2 separate regions of the Sus scrofa genome follow, and region 2 is linked to region 1. The links are chromatin contacts, called in public Hi-C maps. All regions are on one chromosome and are shown on one strand. Each heading gives the region's core, a stretch centred on a gene start, on an enhancer-like site or on the middle of the called end of the contact. The rest is flanking DNA. Distances are from core to core; before and after follow the strand shown.

Region 1 (2,700 bases), core at 112-2,611:
ATAAATTTTAAAAAATAAATTAAAAAACAGGTCAGAAAGAGAAAGACAAATACAAATGATATCACTTATATCTGGAATTTAATATATGACACAAATGAACATTTCCACAGAAAAGAAAATCATGGACTTGTAGAAGAGACTTGCGGTTGCCAAGGGGGAGGGGGAGGGAGTGAAATGGACTGGGAATTTGAGGTTAATAGATGCAAACTATTGCCTTTGGAATGGATAAGCAATGAGCTCCTGCTGAATCGCACTGGGAACTATATCTAGTCACTTATGATGGAGCATGATAATGTGAGAAAAAGAATGTATATTGTATGTGTCTCTGGGTCGTCTTGCTGTACAGGAGAAAATGACAGAACACTGTAAACTAGTTATGATGGAAAAAATAAAAATCATTTAAAAATAAATTAATTAATTAGAAATGGGGGCAAAGGGATGGAGGTGGGGACAAAGAAAAACAGCACAGAAGGGTAACAGAATATATTACCCAATATGTGCCACTTTGGCATGAGAATTATTTTGAGAGGAAGCAATTGAGAAGAAGCAGATATAAGAAGATCTATCTCCCTGCTTCTCTCTATTTGCTTAAAAGCAGGACATATATTTATAAAAGTGTTCCCCCTGCCCCAACCAAGAACAACAAAAGTTAACCATCAGGGAAAACTCTAGACCATTATCAGCCCAGAGACAGCACCAGAGGAATCCACATGACAAACCTTACTAAAACTATCACTTCTCTCCTATTAGCTTCCCCATAGATTTGCCTTCTCATAATTTGCTGCTGCTAGAAACTCGAAGTCCTGTTCCTTTGTCTTGTCCTGTCTCTTAAAATGTATTGTTCTTTTATTAAAATGATATATAAGCCAAGTTCTAACCACTCCTTTGAGTTACTCTGGTTATTCCATGTGTACGTATGATGCACATTTCAGTGAACTTGTGTTTGTTTTGCTCTTGTTAATCTGTCTTTTGGCAATCTATTTTACAGGGCTCCAGCCAGAGAAACTAAAATGGGTAGAGGAAAAAGACTTCTTTTCCCTCCACTAGAGTCCCAACCAATGTTTAAGACTTTGTCTTGGCACTTTGGCTTAAAATATTTGGTTTAAATAATGTTTACTGTCACCATGTACCAGGCCCAGTGCTGGTGCTGCAGAGCCAGAACTCTGATCCCTGATGCTTTCTCTTGCAGAGTTTCAAGGTGGGGAACTCAGACAAGCAAGTCATTTTTCCAAAGAGCATTAGTTGAGTCTTGTTAAAGATTTGACAGTGCTGTTAAATGGGAGGATTCTGTGCCATCCAACTCCACTTAAGCCCTCAGCTAAACCATCAAATGGCCCCATTCATGCTGCAGCTGCAGGATTCCTGAGGTCATGCCAGTGGGAACCAGGAATGCATACGAGGGCTCAGTCTTAGCTTCTGACACCCTGTGAGCTTTGAGGAAGAACAAGTAGGCATTTGTTAGGGAAAGGCCCACAAAGGAACCACAAGAAAGGGGATTGAATGCCACATGGGATTCCAGGCCAAATGCAAAACCTGGTATAGTGTCTGCCACCACAGCTTGTGTGACCTCACTTGCTTACTGGTTTCAGAGGCAGCTGATGGCCCAGAGACCAAAGCAGAGACCCTAAGCAGAGTGGGGATGGCAGCTCTTCAGGAATGGAGTTGGTACTTTGTAACCCACAAAGTGAGGACTGTTAAGCCAAGCCACATTAAGGAAGCAAAAGTCTGCAAGGCAAGGAGAGGATAAAGACATGTTTTGCTGGGGTCGCTGGACCATTCCTCCTCACATACACCCAAGAGGGAAACAGTGGAGAAAGAATACAAGTAGCAGGGTAAAATTCCCTTAAAAAGCCTATAGAGGGAACAACAACTCAAACTTTTGGATCATTTTCTTGTGCACTCATTTCCCCCAGTAACTTAGATTGTCCATTTGCTCCTAAAATTTGATTCTGCTACCATTACCAATGATGCAGTTGCTCATGTAACTCAAGGGCTATGTCCAGGCACACTTCATCACCACCCCTCTTTACACTTTCATGTATTATAGTATGACTTAGACCGTGTGTTTAGAGCAGGATTACACAACCTCAGCACTACTGACAATGGCTTGTATATGATTCTTCTTTGTGTATCTTAGTGTGCCATTGGACACCATTGGCACCTCCTAGTCATGTTGCTGAAAATATATTTAGACATTGCTAAAAGTATCTAGGGGGTAAAATTGCTCCCCCACTCCCAGCTGAATAACGCTGGCATAGAGGAAAAGTAGAAGAAGGTTTTGATATGAAATCTTCTAAGGAAATAGAAGAGGGATCAATAGTCTTTGTTGCTTAGAGATAGTTTCCATACAGGAAAGAAGCCTCAAATGACCATAGCCTTGAGTGGGATTACCTATGTAATACTAAAACAACAAGTCATATGTATAATCAGTCAATTCAATCACATCAACCTAAGGCTTTATTAAATAACATTCAATAGGCACTGTCTGTGCTTTAACTATGTGCTTAGGTATATAGGTCCTCATGCACCCCATACACTATTAGAATGGTGTGATTTGGGAGTTCCCGTTGTGGCGCAGTGGTTAACGAATCTGACTAGGAACCATGAGGTTGCGGGTTCGGTCCCTGCCCTTGCTCAGTGGGTTAACAATCCGGCGTTGCCGTGAGCTGTGGTGTAGGTTGCAGACGCGGCTCGGATCCC
Region 2 (2,787 bases), core at 235-2,734, 69 kb before region 1:
GAAGTTACATTGGATGGACTCTTGAAAGTTAAACAGGAATTTGCTAAATTCATGAGACAGAGGAATGCAGAGGGGAACAGAATTGCTTGATTAAGGAACTAAAATTCTTTTGGAACCTTAGAGGAAGGCATGAAACTACAAAGGTAGATCCAGAGGAAGATGAGTGTGCTCAGAGGAACATTCTGTAGAGTGAGGAATCACTGAAGGATCTTCTGTAGGAGCACTACAGAGGACTTTTTGAGTCCACCCAGCACCTACCCCACTCCCAAGGAACTGATTTAACAAGCCCTCTGAATGAGAGCAGCCATCTTCTCACCAGACATCATGACCCCGCCTCCTTGGTCCCAGTGATTGGTCTGGAGGTGGAGACCAGCAATGAACCAATGTACCAATCACAGGACCTCACTCCCCAACTCTGTGACTGGCCAGAGGCTTGCTGAATAGTAACACAGGCAGGCTTGGAGGAGGCATTCTGAGAAAGCTCAGAACACAGGGTTATGCTGCCAGAGGACATTCCCCTACCTGGTAAATGAAATCATTTTTGTCTAGAAGAGAATATACAGTTTTGTGCACACACAGAGAAGCAGAAACATGAGCCACTGAGAGAAAGTACATGACAGCTTTTAATGCCCTCCTTCTAGACTGAGAGGTCTTTAAAGCTGCCCTGGTTCCCCCTTCCTAAAACTTGGATCTTCAGAGATTTTTTTTCTACTCTGTGTCACACCCTAAGCCCCTCCCCCAGTCCTTCTAATTTCTTGAACTACTTTGAATCCATTTTTGGCAGGGACAAAAATGAGTCTCACTGACCAGTGATGAGATCCTCATTCAGCCTCCTCTGCCAGAAATGCCCACAGGTCCCAGCCATGCATGGAAAGTGGGGCTTTACCTAAAGCCCTCATATGTCTTAATAAACCCCTGTCCAAAAGTTCCATGTCAAAAGAATAACTATGGGAAAAAAATGACATTCTTGGAAAGAGAACTCTAGAAACAAACAAAAATATTAACAGTTATTGCGAGGATACACCCAGTCATTTCTTTAAGCTACTACCAGCTGCACAAGAAGCAAATAAAAGTACAGTTGTAACTCCAAAACACCAAGCAGGGAGGGACTCAGGGCTAAGAAATTAAACTGAAATTTAAAATGCAGTTTAAGGGTGATGGAGAAGAAAGTTTCTTGTTTCCAAAAAACACTGACCAATACATAAATAAGTATTGAAAATATAAATTAAGATATCAAGTCAAAGTGCATTCATTCCCTAGGCTAAAGACCAGTTGCTTGAAAAAGTGCCCTGAAACTAAACTTGGCTGCTGTTCATTTTGAAAGAAATAAGTGGGCTCTGTCAACATTAGGGGTCAGGTTGGAAAGACCTTTGCAAACAAGTGCTGAGTTTCCTAACTGAGCTCACTGGAGCCTGGCTGTCTCGAGCCCTGGGCAGATAACACACCAGAGCACCGGCCTCAGCTTCTCAAGGGCAAGCCCTAAAGAGACCACATTCCTGTAACCTGGCCTGAATGTTCCCACGGCACAGAGGGAAGTGAGACTATCTCTGACTTGCCAAAACCCATCTGAAAAGGCATACCCCACTGGCGGCAGCCTCTTCTCCTAAGAATTCTGGGAGAAGATCCAGACAGAAACACTTTATGTGGGGCAGCCAGGCTCTTTTTTAGCATCCTGTTTCCTCTCCTGGCAGGCAGACATTTTTCTTTTTGTCTGTTGTAGAAACTAGAACTGGATCACGTGCTTAGGATACCTAAAAGATGGAAATCAGTGACTGAGGGAAAAACTGCAAAGAGGTTATTAGGGGAGGGGCGGGGAGAGAGGAAGGAAGAAGACAACTTTAGATCAGCAAAGCAAATCCCATGGGTCAAGTTAATACTGACAAGGAACATCTATGGGGAGACTGTGACTGGCACTTTCAGAAGTGTGTGCAAGAGAGAATAGTGTTTCTGTTCTCATGCCCTAGAATCTAATAGTCCTTGAAGATCTCCATCTCTCTGTAAATTAATTGTGTGTGTGTGTGTGTATGTGTATATATATATATGTATATATATATAATTTTAATAATTACACACAAATGAAATTGCTTTAAAATCAATCTATAATCTACTTATTTCTCCATTCAATAATAAGCCATAAACATCCTGTCAATATATATCATCATATTAATGGCTCCAAACTGATATTACTCAGTGAATGAACATTTTACATTTTGGCACAAAGTGCCACAGTGTTCTCCACAAAGACTGTACTAATTACAGGAGGATACAACTATGCATAGAAAATCTAGTGCTCCACACCTGGATAACCATTGTCTTTCAGTCATATTTATACTCATATTTTTTACATTCATGTTTTGCTCTTTTCCCCACAGAATCAAATTTATCCATTTTTTCATAATTTCTTTTTTATGATATGTTGGAAAGGTTTTCCTTATCATCAGATTATCTTAAAGGATACTTTCTTTTAACATTCTTCTGGTTGCTTTTTTATATTTAAACCTTTGATCCATTTGGAATTTAGTGTTATGATTTACATAAGGCTACAGATTATTCTTTCCCAAATATACTTAAGAATTGTTATTTCAAAGGGCTGTTTTTAATACATAGGCTGCAAGCTTCGTGGTGTAATTTTGCATTTCTTACACATGCACACTAAAGCTAGAAATTCCCACAGTTAGAGACTAGTCTTTCAGCCTCCATTAAAATGTAAACATCCTATGAAGAGGAGATATCTCAAAGTTCAACAACCGTTTATTTTACTTAATGTAAACTAAAACTTTTCTAGGA

What was found. A called contact is a pair of places that touch in the nucleus more often than the background predicts.
Region 2: a Hi-C map of brain shows a contact between it and region 1, with 4 times the contacts expected there. The contact joins two enhancer-like sites. A contact is called at or near these places in 7 of 47 Hi-C or Micro-C datasets (brain, embryonic fibroblasts, heart right ventricle and 3 more) and 1 of 2 datasets of contacts at active chromatin or transcription factors (skeletal muscle).

The regions. Positions count from the first base shown.
Region 1 is chr14:62,301,367-62,304,066 of Sscrofa11.1, reverse strand. The region is part of intron 5 of LOC110256651 (a long non-coding RNA gene); the gene reads left to right. Among named protein-coding and RNA genes, the nearest start is that of PHYHIPL, 220 kb to the left of the region's middle. Within about 2 kb of position 1,361, at least 9 of the 83 cell types and tissues checked have an H3K27ac peak or open chromatin away from gene starts, as enhancers often do. A contact at or near this core is called in brain, where this site is marked.
Region 2 is chr14:62,370,193-62,372,979 of Sscrofa11.1, reverse strand. All of the region lies in intron 5 of LOC110256651 (a long non-coding RNA gene), which reads left to right. Among named protein-coding and RNA genes, the nearest start is that of PHYHIPL, 150 kb to the left of the region's middle. Within about 2 kb of position 1,484, at least 14 of the 83 cell types and tissues checked have an H3K27ac peak or open chromatin away from gene starts, as enhancers often do. A contact at or near this core is called in brain, where this site is marked.